Linked DNA regions of Mus musculus: region 1 is linked to region 2. A link is a contact called in public promoter capture Hi-C data. All regions are on one chromosome and are shown on one strand. The core of a region is the stretch at or near the end of the contact, and the rest is flanking DNA. Distances in the headings are between cores, read along the strand shown. Region 1 holds the start of Il1b (interleukin 1 beta). Region 2 holds the start of Zc3h8 (zinc finger CCCH type containing 8).

Region 1 (7,141 bases), core at 3,911-6,410, 430 kb after region 2:
GTGCCGTCTTTCATTACACAGGACAGGTATAGATTCTTTCCTTTGAGGCCCAAGGCCACAGGTATTTTGTCGTTGCTTGGTTCTCCTTGTACAAAGCTCATGGAGAATATCACTGGAGAAAGGAGAGGAGTCTGGGTCAAGGGAACAGCAATGCAGGGTGGGCTCAAGCATTAGACGTGACAGGCAAAGCCTATGCAGTCCCCCGTGTGAACCCAGAATGAGCCTCCTCAGACACAAGATATGGACTAGCAGGGCTATACAGTCATAGTCATAGACAGTAGCAAGGTCAGTAGGCCGATCCAGGATTCCCTCAGGACCTCTTAGGAGCAGCAATGAAGAACGAAAGGTGTCTAACTGTTAAGCTCTAAGGGCTAAAGCTGTTATGTGGCTGGCAGGCTGTGTGTCCGTCTACGTGAGAAGTACAGTTTGGTCGCTATGAAAACAAAGCTGTGCTCCTAAAAGGACCTAGGGGCCAGCACGTTTTGAGGAAAATAGAGCAGGAGGCAGGTAGAACTCTATTAGCTGGGGAGAGTGGCTCCAAAAAAGAGACCCCCCCCACTTTGATCTTAGCCACAGTACCTCAATTGGAGGCCCCTGGCTGCTTTTATGACTTTATCAAGAAATAAGAATTATTCTTTTTAAAAGGTATAAAGCAATAAGATTCTTTTCACCTGGACCAGAGTAGACAGCTCCCTCCAAAGCTTCTAAGATCAGAAGCTAAAAGGAGACAGCACACACTGCTGCTGTTAGCTCTTGTCCCCTCAGCTGTGGTGGTGTGGTGCCAGGTCCACACCATCATCTAAAGAGGCCCTGACCGCGCTTGGAATGCTTGTTATTATGGAAGAGAGATGTATGCTCCTGATAGTCAGCAAACCTCCCTTCAAGGAACTGTGTGTGTGGTATTGGTGGGAAGGATATCAGCACGAGGGATAGGACTGGGAACAAAAATGGACATATCAATTCTCTACCATCTACATTTCAGCCTCAAATGAGGGAAAAAGAACCCACAGGCAGTTATTGCATGTCCATCAAATGACTTCACACTAATGTGTTATCCCTATATGACTGGGCTGGAAAAATGGTCCTTTTTCGTTCTGTCTCTGTCTCTGTCTCTGTCTCTCTCTCCTTCCTTCCTTCTTTCCTTTCCCTTTCTTTTTCCTTTTCTTTTTTTGTATAATGACCATAGTGTTCCATTTTAAAACACAGGGACCCAGTAGGCTGCCAGGAGGCCAGAAAGGGAAACCAAGATGCTCCTACTTACCTTGTTGGTTGATATTCTGTCCATTGAGGTGGAGAGCTTTCAGCTCATATGGGTCCGACAGCACGAGGCTTTTTTGTTGTTCATCTCGGAGCCTGTAGTGCAGTTGTCTAATGGGAACGTCACACACCAGCAGGTTATCATCATCATCCCATGAGTCACAGAGGATGGGCTCTGAAAGTTCAAGAGCAGATGTTGTTTAGGCAGATAATTAGAAATGCAAGCACTGTGAAGTGAAGCAGCAGAATTTGGCTTATTGAGCAACACCTAAGCATGTGCAGTCAAGATTCTATTCTAATTTTAGTGGGGGTATAAAAACACTGGGAGTGGGCTGGGCAAGAACATTGGATTTGGCATCGTGAGATAAGCTGCAGTGTTATAACCATTCACTAGGGACTAGCAGTAGTGGTCCTTGCATGAAACGATGCCAGTAATAAGACCAGCTTAACTGGGAAATTGTGAGATTCACAACCTCTAGTATAAGCCAAAGTACTTGGCAAGTCAATGGTTGAGTTGCAAGTGTAAGCATCATTAAAGCCTTTTTATAAGTTAATCAGCTCAAGATAGAACTGATTTGTTTGGAGGTTTCCTCATTTTCTTCTAATGGTTGGAATGTCTAGCACTAAGGGTCTTGCACTTGAGGGGCGTTGAGTTCTAAGAGGTGGGCTGAGAAGGACCAGAGCGAAGGTCTGCTGTCTGCTCTCAGTCCTCATTAAGTACCTTCTTCAAAGATGAAGGAAAAGAAGGTGCTCATGTCCTCATCCTGGAAGGTCCACGGGAAAGACACAGGTAGCTGCCACAGCTTCTCCACAGCCACAATGAGTGATACTGCCTGCCTGAAGCTCTTGTTGATGTGCTGCTGCGAGATTTGAAGCTGGATGCTCTCATCAGGACAGCCCAGGTCAAAGGTTTGGAAGCAGCCCTGTGGAGAAACCAGGCAGTGAGCACATCAAGTCATCAGACCAGAGGACTCCTACATCAACCCCAGAGAACACCAAGGGCCCGGGAGATAAGTTCTTAACCACAATCCCTGTCTATGTGGAGCCCAGAGAATTTAATTGGCCTACCCAGGGGTACATGGCAACCAGACACAGGCTTCCTGGCATTCTCTATAGTAAACCTCATTTCTACTTTATCTTTCTTGTACAGACCTTGCCTCACTGTATAATTAGACCTACTTAAACGTTTCATCTTTTGGTATCCTTGCTGCTCAAACATCATGTTATTTAATTTCTCATGACAGTATGTTCATGTTGTCTTCTATTCAACGGAGATCACCCAACAGGCTCTCAATGGCTTCCCATACATTCTTTTTCTCATAGGAATATTTAGCAGACACTATAAGCATAGCTTTTGTTTGTAAAATATGTCACCACTTTTCTGTTCTTTGGAGAAACACCACATTAAGGCCTAAACACAGTTGCCTTGAGGCATGATAACAGTTTCAAAGCTTGAAGGACAGCGATAGATCATTTCAATAGTGTAAAGGAAAGGTTGATTGGGAGAGAAGTTTCTGTCCAGAGTAGAGGCTCCCAGGGAAAGCCATGTTCTGGAGCAGGCAGTGGGGGACAGAGCCTGGCTGGGAAAGTGAGAGGCGTCACCCAAGGCTGAACTAACTAGTTAGAGTGGTCTTAAAATACATTCATGTAAGCTAAGGACTAGATTCTGTAGCTGGGGGAGACTGTTGAGGGATTGGGAAGAGGTCTGAGAGAAACAGCTGCCTCCTGAGTGGGGCAGTGACGTGGCTGGACTGACGCCATGTGGCATTAGAGCGTTCTCAGTCATCATAGGAAGGGACAGCTGGGATGCAACATGGCTCTTCATGAGAGCAAGTCTGGAAAGTGCCCTTGTGCTAGGATGGACTTGGCCAGCACTTAAAACACTTCAGAATGGAAGGTTGTGACAGATCGCCAACATTTCAGAGATCTTCTGACCTGTGTTTCCCAAAGGACACAGTGGGGACTGTCTATGATCACACAGCAATGAAAGGTCTTGTCTAAGGCCACAGGTTATTTTTAAAAATCCTAACTAACTTTTTGTTTATATCACTTATTTCTTATTATCTTAATCTCCCCAGGAACATGCGAAACTGTTCTTTGGCAGAGAAGGAAGAGATGCTAATTCTGAAGGTCATGCTCTCTAGATCCAGAGTTCGATTTAAGTGGTCAGATTAAGCTCCATCTCTCTCAAGGGGGGACTAAATGTATGTTGAAGACCATACTGTCTTCTTAGCATAAAACACCATGATTGCCATCAGCAAGCCTTGGTGTGTGGCTGTGGTAAATGAAACCTGTGTGGGAGCCAGGTCAGTGTGTGGGTTGCCTTATCTATGTCACTGAAAGAGGCAAAATAATCCCATCACAAAATAGCCTGGGAGCAAGGCAGTCCCATATCCCTTCCCGTTTGGGTTTTTTTTTCCCATGCCACAGTCCCTCCACAGGTTAGGAGCCAAGCTCAGAGTCTCACCTTCATCTTTTGGGGTCCGTCAACTTCAAAGAACAGGTCATTCTCATCACTGTAATGAAAACAGATGTGGTCAAGTGATAGCTCCTTATCAATACTGAGCAGACAGACTTCCATTGTTCATAAAACCACACCTACCATGACTCTTAAAGCTTCCCAAAGACTTCTGGGAAGTTCTACAGTGCTACGTAAGTAACAGTCTAGAAGCAGATTCTGGGCCAGGTAAGTGGGTGCTCTGGTTGCTCTCTGTTGACTTCTGACACCTAAATTCTAGACTAGCAGAGTTAGCTAAAGTCTGAGCTCTCTGCCTTTGCTTCCAAGCCAGACTTTGCAAAAGAGTCTCTTATCCTGTCCATGTGGAAGTTTTTCTTACCATTGCATCTGTAGGAGTCCCTGTAGTGACAGCACCTAAGTCCCTAGGTTGGGCTTGGGAGTGAAGAGGTCAGTCTTTAAGCTAGGTTGCTTGAACTCTGATAGCCACTGAAGGAGATGAGTTGGGGACTCTCTGGCCTCTGAAAGTAGATAGCCCTCCATTCCTGAAAGCAGAGTGCTGGATATGTGACCACTCTCCAGTACCCACTGACCTGTCAAAAGGTGGCATTTCACAGTTGAGTTCAGGAACAGTTGCCATAGCTGCTTCAGACACCTGTGTGAAGAAAGAAAGTGGGTGGGCATCCAGCGTTAGCTCCCCGAGGGGCGTCCTTCATATGTGTTTCTCTTAGCTCTAGTTCAGGGCAGGCATGCTAAACTGGTCTCTGAGGAATGAAGGAACGGAGGAGCCGTTGTATAGGTCTAGAACAGTGGCCCTTTTGGAGTCAAGTGGCCCTTTCACAGGGGTCACCTAAGACCATTGGATAACACAGATATTTACACTTCATAACAGTAGCAAAATTATAGTTATGAAGTAGCAATGAAAATAATTTTAGGGTGTGTGGGGGGTCACTACAACATGGGGAACAGCATTAGGAAGATGCTCTGGAAGGAAGCAACAGCAGAGCCAAACCCTAATAAAGAAGCTTTCCTACAAGACAGGAGCTGCCTTTTAGATGTCAGCGGCTATACAGACAGTACTCATTTCCAGAGTACTTCACAAACCATGGAGGTACAGCTACTTTTTATAAATAAAAAGCCCAAAGTCCATCAGTGGGGGGGGGGGAAAGAGAGAGAGAGAGAGAGACAGAGAGAGACAGAGAGAGAGACAGAGAGACAGAGAGAGACAGACAGAGAGAGACAGAGACAGACAGAGAGAGAGAGAGATAGACAGACAGAGACAGAGAGAGAGACAGACAGAGACAGAGAGAGAGAGACAGAGAGAGAGAGATAGAGAGAGACAGAGAGAGAGAGAGACAGAGAGAGAGAGAGACTTACTTGCACAAGGAAGCTTGGCTGGAGAGGATCCCAGATGAGCCTATTAGGCCTCGAACCACTGCAGGGTTTGTTGTCCAACTTGTTTTCCCTCCCTTGTTTTATAGTCCTAAAAAGCAGAAGTGAAGAGCTGTGAAATTTTCCCTTGGGTTAACTGATTTCACAACAAAACTGAAGGGTGGGGGAGGGGGGAGAAGCTTGATGGGAATTCTTAGGGGAAGAGGCTATTGCTACCCTGAAATAATTTCTAATCCCTGGAAGTCAAGGGGTGGCAGATAGTGACACATTCGCAAGTGTGTCATCGTGGTGGAAATGGGCATTATTTCCCCCTGGACAATTGTGCAGATGGTGTCAATATTAAAAATATTGGGTTTTCCTGGGTTAGCTGTACATTTTAAGTCAGGATGTGCGGAACAAAGGTAGGCACGTAGATGCACACCCAGAAGTGTGTCACCTCTCTCGCCTCCTTGTGCTTAAGCTGAGGGAGCTTTGCAGTTGGAGTTTGGTAACTGGATGGTGCTTCTGTGCTCTCCATCAACTGTGTTAGCAGGGGCTTCTGGAGAGACACGCACTTCCTTGTGTGGGTCAGGGCACACACAGTATGCAGGTATCAGTGTAGACTTATCATAGGGTCAGGGAACTCTGGAAGCAAGCCTATGCAGTCTGATAATGCCAGGGTGCTTATTTTTTTCTTTTATTGGATATTTTCTTTATTTACATTTCAAATGTTATCCCTTTTCCAGGTCTCCCCTCCGGAAACCCCCTATCCTCTCCCCCTCCCCTGCCTCTATGAGGATGCTCCCCCACTCACCCACCCACTCCTGCTTTCCTGCCCTGCCAGGGTACTTATAATACCATAGCCAGTCTCATGTTGAAACCATATCAGTGCTAGGTGATCAGCAGAATGAGCCTGAATTAAGTTGCACAGTGCAAAGGTGGTGAACGAGGCATCTGCCTGTTCATGAGCACAGTCCATCTTAAAAAGTGAAGAGATAGTCTTTGCCTAAAAAATTGTTTTGGAAAATTCTTGTTTCTATAAGATCTGGGGAGACCAAGTCTCTTGGCCATATCAAGCATCACTAGACTGCTAACTCAGAGAGCCCAGGGAGCCTACCCAGGGGAGCTCTTCTTGCTTGGATGGAATGAGCAACCAGGCCATATGAATGCTGCATACAGTCTCTTGGGCACATCTACAGTATAGTAGAATCCTCAGTGGAAACCTAACTCCTTTGCTGAGCCCTCAGAGAGTCTGTGGACTCCATTAGAGCCAGGTCTCCACAGTGCCTGGCAGATGGATGCAGGCAGTAGGAGCTAGCCCGGGTGAGTAGGAATTTGGCAATGTGTTCATTCAGATGAGTTTGTACCTAGTATGTTTTGGTTACTGAGCTTATTCTGCAGCACTGAAGGGAAATAGACAGACAGAATTGGAAGGAGGAATAGACAAGGCTCTACTATGAAACAAGGTTTACTTACTAGGCAGCCTTCTTTTGCCTAATTTGGTTCACAGCATCTCGATTTCAGGAAGGCAAACAGAAGAATCCTGCCTTTGACCAGCTATATGTTTGATTTGAAATCTGAAGATGGTTCAGGGTCTCAGTTGCTTTTGAGTTTGGTGAGCAATGGTCAGTTCTCAGCACTAAGGTCTTATAAGATGTATTATCTAGTTCTGCAGACAATCCAGAGGTCCTGTCTGGGCCATCTGGTTCATTTTTCTGTTCTGCCTTCACAGGGTCCACATTTCAAACTATGCCTGGAGGGACTAACACCTTCCTCAGAGCCTGTGTGCAGGGCTGGAAGGTCTGATGATTTTATGGGCTGTCCTGACAGAGATTATTGGAGACTCCTTTGGTCTGCTGATGTGAGTTGAACCAGGGATGGTGAAAACCAGGGGACAGAGAAGGGTAACTAGGGGCCTGAGTGTCAGCTCCAAGTCCCTTCTCCCTGGATGATTTTTCAGGAGCCTTGAGCTCAGTCTAGTTACAGAATCTTCTTCACCATCTGCTAGTTATAACACTCCTAAACCCTTGAGCTGATGCCTGAGAGGAGTGGTTGTCT
Region 2 (6,518 bases), core at 2,454-4,953:
TGTCATAAATCACCAGTCATTCCTCAATCCAGTCACTCAATACATACCAAATAGTCACCACACGTCAGGCTGTGGCCTCATGTCTAAAGGTACAAAAAGGAAAATGACAAGCTGTGCCCTTGCCTTCTGAGAGCTTCCTATCTTCTGGGAGAAAATTAATACAGGTACACATATAAGGAACACTTAAGTTAGACTTGGGGTTTTCTAAACAGAAAAGATATGGAAGAGGAGTGTAAAAGAGAAGGTGTGTTAGATACAATGCAGGATGCCTTCAGAGTTAGGAGACAAACACCCAAACAAGAAGATGAAAAACTCAGGCATGAGAGGTTGACCAAGCATAGCTAGTATGTGAGGTAATTCCTGAGCATATTCTAGCACAGCAGTTCTCAACCTGTGAGTCTACACCCCTTTGCAGGAGGGGTGTTGAACAACCCTTTCATAGGGGTCACATATCAGAAATTTACATTATAACTCATAACAGCAGCAAAATTACAGTTATAAAGGAGCAACAAAAATCATTTTGTGGTTGGGGGTCACCACACCATGAGGAACTACATTAAAGGGTCCCAGCATTAGGAAGGCTGAGAACCACTGTTGTAGCAGAACTCAAAATGAACCCAAGATGAAGGGATAGGAAATAACAGTTGGGAGAATTGTGCCTTAAACCACAGGCTGTCATTCTACTGCTCCCTCTGCTTCCATCAGGAACCATGATCCTCAGCCCTTGACCCACTCATAAGCCAGCAAGCCAACTCTAGCAACATTGAGCCATCCTGGGTTTTTATTTCTCCTATTGCGGCAAAAAAAAAAAAAAAAAAAAAAAAGAGGGTCTTGAAATGCAGACCACATTGGTCTCAAACTCAGAGATGTACCAGCTCTGCCTCCTCAGTACTGAGATTAAAGTCAACCACTATGCCCTGTTGCTACTTCTTAATCTCCTCGGCTGGCTCTTCACTTTGCAACTCTCAACAGAGCCAGTCCTCGCCTTTCCTTTTTCTAAGCTTTCATCCTCTGTGATATCCTTCAATCCTCCAGCTTCTAATATCATCTTATACAGCTAATTCCAATATCCTTGTCTCCAAATCCAAGCCCTTAACAACCAAACAGCCAACTTCCCATTCAACTGATTTACCTGGATACCCACCATGAAAACCACCTTTCAGTAAGACTCTTCCTTAACTATCTTCTTTACCACACAATCCTTATTATTCCACAAATACCTCCTAACTCCTCACCCACGTTTTCATTTCCTCCATGGCTTTCATTATCATCTAAACTTCGTATCTGTGGTCCACCTCAATAATACACAATTCATGACCACCTGCATTTCTCTGTATTTTATTCATTTACTTTTCTATCACCATGGCCCTGAATGACGTGTCTTCTGCCAGTAGAGGTTGTTTTAAATAAATGAATATTCCTATCAGGAACAAAGTCACCCCTGCTTCAAGCTGGAGACATGGCTTAGTAGTTAAGGGCACTGGCTGCTCTTCCAGAGGACCTAGCTTGATTTCCATCACCTATTTGGTGACTAACAACCACAGGTAAGATTACTTTCCTCTTCTGGCCTCCAAGGACAATGGACACACCTGGTGCAGACAAAACATTCATACATATAAAATAAATTAAACAACAACAACAAAAAAAAACCAAAACATGTTTTAGTGCACTGAAAAAAAGTTTACAGGCAAAATCAAAAGACAAACTAAGAGAAAAATACAGAAATCTAAAACCTTGAAAAAGACCTAAAGGCAAAGTGAAAAGCAGGCATACAAACACACACCTTACTTTCAGACCCGTTTTCACCTATCTTTTGGCCAATCCAAGTATCCCTTACATATTTCAGCCAAACTTTAGTAAGTGGGTATATTGTTTTATACATGTTTGAAGTGTTAACTATTTTTTTAACCTTACTCAGTTCTCATACATGTTAAAAATTATAATTCATTTCTCTTGTTGTTCTTACATGTTATCACCTGCAAGTAATGTGTCCATTTCTTCACAGTATCAACAGGACTTAATTTCCATGAATGATTCTGCTTTAGAAGCTGGGTGATGAACTCATATGTAATGAAGTAACTTGAGCACCTTAATCCTCTATGCCTCAATTTTCTCATCTGTAATGTGAGACCATCACTTTCTTCTTAAGGTTGATGTGAAACTTTTAGTTTCACATTAGGGTTGGCGAGATGGCTCAGCAGGTAAGAGCGCTGACTGCTCTTCCAAAGGTCCTGAGTTCAAATCCCAGCAACCACATAGTGGCTCATAACCACCCGTAAAGAGATCTGACGCCCTCTTCTGGTACGTCTAAAGTCAGCTACAGTGTACTTATGTATAATAATAAATAAATCTTTGGACCGGAGCAAGCAGGGACTGATGGAGCAGGGCCAACTGGATTGAGAGGGGTTGACCAGAGCGAGCAGAGGTCCTTAAAAAAAATTCAATTCCCAACAACCACATGAAGGCTCTCAACCATCTGTACAGCTATAGTGTACTCACATACATAAAACAAATAAATCTTTTTTAAAAAAAGTTTCACATTAATTACACAGCAAAGCTATGGTAGCCCAATTAGGCTAACAGTTTCCACTAAGGTATTTGAGACTGAGCAGTGAACATATACATATATCCTTTCCCCTTGAAACAGTGTTTCCCCTATGTAGCTGAGGTTGGCTTGGAACCTGCTATTTAGACCAGGCTGGTCCCAGTCTCCCAAGATCTGCCTGCCTTTCAAATGCTGAGATTAATAGGCCCAGCCCAACACTGTAATGTTATCTTAATGAGGGTGGAAAAAAACTCGTGAAGGATGTGTCAAGGGTTCCACTGAGGAAAGAGAGAACATAGAAGACAAGGATTTAGGAGAGATGGAGTTTGAGGGCATTATCAACTCAAAAAACTAAAAAGTGGGCCGGGCAGTGGTGGCACATGTCTTTAATCCCATACTTGGGAGGCAGGGTCAGTCGGGTTTCTGAGTGAGTTCCAGGACAGCCAGGACTACACAGAGAAACCCTGTCTCGAAAAATTAAAACCAAAAAAAAAAAACCAAAAAAAAAAACCAAAAACCAAAAAAACCTAAAAAGTGAGTGGGTATCTGCACAGAAATCCCGCACTCTGACTAAGTACGAGATTAACAACACGCTTTTCCAAATTAACAGAAAAACTAAGCCGAAATGATGCTTGCTGCTTTATTCTGGGAGTTCTGGTTCAGGATCACTGGCAGAGCAGTCTATGTATCCTTCAACTCTCGAGGTGCCGGCAAAGCCACCTCGGAGGTGACTGACAGCAAACACGTTAAGCGCACGTGCAAGGGGAGCAGCCGGCCCCTGGGGGCAGATTCAGAGGCTGGGGCCTCCTCCCGCCGCCCGGCCACTGCCCTCGCCCGCAGTCCCTACTCTGACTTCCACCCCACTTCCCCTTCCGACCTCCCCGCTCCGGTCCCGGCCCACGCGCCAGCCAGGGCTCGCCGGTTTCCAGGAGCGAGGGGGCGGAGCCCAAGCGGTGCCCTGCAAAGGACCAGAACGTGGGGATCACCTTTCCTCAGGGTCGGCGGCCGGTTTTTTGCCGAGGGCCGGATTGGGGGGCTTTGAAAAGAGATTTTCAAAATCCATAACTCAGACAGGGACCGTTCCTCTCCACGCCGAGCAGGTACTGAACAACCAGCGAAGCGGAGGCTACAGTCGCGCCAAGGGCCACACGCTCCGCCCAGCGCACGCGCACGCGCTCGCGCTCATGTTGCTTGGGCGCGACTCCGCGCGACCTGGCCAGCCCTACCACGCATGCGCAGTTCTCACCGTTGGTGGGGAGGCTTTCGGTGCCTGAGCTGCGCACGCGCAACTCTCTGTACTTATGTCCGATTCGTTCCTTAGTGCAGCACTACAATGTCGTTAAAAAATTAAAATAATCTTTAGGATTCTTCTTTAGAAAGCTGTGCTATTTTTATATGTACGAGAGAGAGACAGAGAGAATGAGTGCAGATGCCCGCGGAGGCCAGTTATTGTAACCCACCTGACATGAGTGTTGGGAACAGAACGCAAGACCTTTATGTTTTAACTATTGAGCCATATATCTCTTCCAGCCCCTTTAAAATTGACAGGTGACCAAGCAAAATTAATTGCACAAAAAGGAACCTAGACGATCTCTTCTGAGTAAACACATAAATATATTTAAAGCAGGCAAATTCAATAGAAAGTACTAAGTATTAAGACTATTTGGGGGTGGGGGGGTGGGGGGGTGCAGTCTTAGAGACCTGCAGATGAAGATGCAAAACTCTCAGTTCCTGCTGCACCATGCCTACCTGGATGATGCCATGCTCATTCCTTCATGATAATGGACTGAACCTTTGAATCTGTAAGCCGGCCCCAATGAAATGTTGTCCTTATAAGAGTTGCCTTGGTCATGATGTCTGTTCACAGCAGTAAAACCCTAAATAAAATGGAAGCTGGTAGCCGGGCGTGGTGGCGCACGCCTTTAATCCCAGCACTTGGGAGGCAGAGGCAGGTGGATTTCTGAGTTCCAGGCCAGCCTGGTCTACAAAGTGAGTTCCAGGACAGCCAGAGCTATACAGAGAAACCCTGTCTCGAAAAACCAAGAAAAAAAAAAATGGAAGCTGGTACCAGGGATAGGTCTGACCATGCTTTTGTTTGGAAGAATGTTGATTTCAGGACTTTGGATTTGGAAAGCGGTGGAATGTTTTAAATGGGGCTTAATGGACCATCCTAGTAGGAATATGGAAGACTTGCTGAGAATAACTGTGCAGACCAGGCCCAAGAGGTTTCAGAGAAGAATTTTCAGTTTGTGGCATAGAGACTGTTTTTGTGGTATTTTGGTGAAGAATGTGGCTGCTTTTTGCCCTTGTCTGAGAGTCTATGTGGGGCTAAGGTAAATATATATATTAATTGCATTGACAAAGGAAGTCTCAAAAAAGCCCAACATAGACTTTGTTCTCTGGTTAAATCTCATGAAGAGGTTTTTTTTTTTTTTTGAATAAGTGTAGCAGGCTTTGAAAGGAAAAATACAAAATATGTGGTTGACATTAAAGGGGCACCAGGAAGTGAAATGGAACTGAATCTTATGTTCAAGGAGGTTAAATTGAATTAAGGAAGTGTTGACCTTAGGCCAAGATCCACACAGCAAAGTACAGGTCTTTAATTCCAGGAGGCAAAGACAAGCAGATCTCTGACTTTATGTCCAGCCTTGAACAGAGCAGGTTCTAGGTGAAGAAAAGTTTTAAGTCCAGGCATGGTGATACATATCTTCAATCCCAGCATTAAAGGAGACAGAACCATACAGATCTCTGAGTTCAAGATCAGTCTACAGAGCAAGATCCAGGACAGCCAAGCTTAGGCAGTGAAGGAGTTGGAAAACAGAAAGCTGGTGATAATGTCATAGAACAAGAGGGTCATGTTTCAGCTCCTGCAAGCAGCATAACTCTGCAGTTTCAGCCATGTGGCTCTGGCTTTAGAGTCCAGAATAGAAGGGATTACTGGGACAATTGATGCTAGTTAGCTGGAACTAAAAAATTAGTGCTGATTAAGAAGAGACCAGCATCACTGAGGTGAAATCTTCCAGGTAGTGTTTTCTGAGAGCACAAAGAAGCTGTGTTCCAGAGATAGCCAAGGTTGTACCTCATGCTGCAGCTGTACTTGGTAATGTGTAAGAGTCACCAAGGTAGTACTGGTTTTGAAGGCATGAAGGTGTCATGAAAAAACAGTTGAGTCTTGGCACTGTGAGGCCGTGGAAGGCCATTGGTGATAGTGCAGCTTCCGTTGCAGTTGATGGCCCAGGACTGAAGGGGTCATGCAAAGGAGTTGAGGTTTGGCACCATGAAGAGCCTATGAGAGGCTCTTGATGAAGCCTCATTGCAGCAGGAGACCTCAATGTATTAGAGATGCCAGTACCATGGGATGATCACCAAGAACAGCAACAACAGTGGAGTGGATCAAGCTGGAGAGTGCTACAGAGGGCAGAGCTAGAGAAGTGAGGCCAACACTTTGGAGGAGCCCAAAAGATCGTGTGTGGATCCCAGACATTGGAACAAGAAGCTGTAACATTGAAGTTGCCTTGGAGACTTCAAGATGTTGGAGATGCCAGAGCCATGGGTTTTCTGCTGAGGAAAGCTGCTAACAGGGAGTGGAAGCAGCCCAGGAGAAGAAGTTTATTGCTGTCAACAAAGATGAAAAAGGAGTTGGAGATCTGAAGACCGCTTTGGCATCAGACATGGAGATGCAGAGTTTGGAGTTTGCCCAGCTAGTTTCCTGTCTTACTTTGGGGATTATAGTTAAGTGATTGAATGAATCTCAGAAGAGACCTTGAACTTTGGACTTTTAACATTGTTGAGACTGCTATAGACTATGGGGACTTGGAAGTTGAACTAAATGTATTTTACATTATACTATGTATGGATATGGCCCCCATAGACTCATATATTTGAACAAACCTATGGGGGAAGTGGAATGTGATGGTTTATATATGCTTGGGCTAGGGAGTGGCACTCTTAGGAGGTGTGGCCTCATTGAAGT

What was found. Promoter capture Hi-C pulls out the DNA fragments that hold promoters and counts their contacts.
Region 1: a contact with region 2 is called in a promoter capture Hi-C map of the HPC-7 cell line, with 4 times the contacts expected there. The contact joins the promoter of Il1b here to the promoter of Zc3h8 in region 2. A contact is called at or near these places in 12 of 39 promoter capture datasets (the 3T3-L1 cell line, 3T3-L1-derived adipocytes, the HPC-7 cell line and 7 more) and 1 of 115 datasets of contacts at active chromatin or transcription factors (large pre-B cells).

Annotation. Positions count from the first base shown.
Region 1 is chr2:129,365,979-129,373,119 of GRCm38.p6, forward strand. Il1b (interleukin 1 beta) reads right to left here and starts at 5,161. Exons shown (of 7, transcript NM_008361.4): 1 at 5,090-5,161; 2 at 4,306-4,367; 3 at 3,725-3,773; 4 at 1,979-2,180; 5 at 1,262-1,432; 6 at 1-112. The coding sequence starts at 4,352. Il1bos (interleukin 1 beta, opposite strand) reads left to right here and starts at 3,924. Exons shown (of 3, transcript NR_015474.1): 1 at 3,924-3,943; 2 at 6,816-7,141.
Region 2 is chr2:128,940,317-128,946,834 of GRCm38.p6, forward strand. Zc3h8 (zinc finger CCCH type containing 8) reads right to left here and starts at 3,704. Exons shown (of 9, transcript NM_020594.2): 1 at 3,532-3,704. The coding sequence starts at 3,608.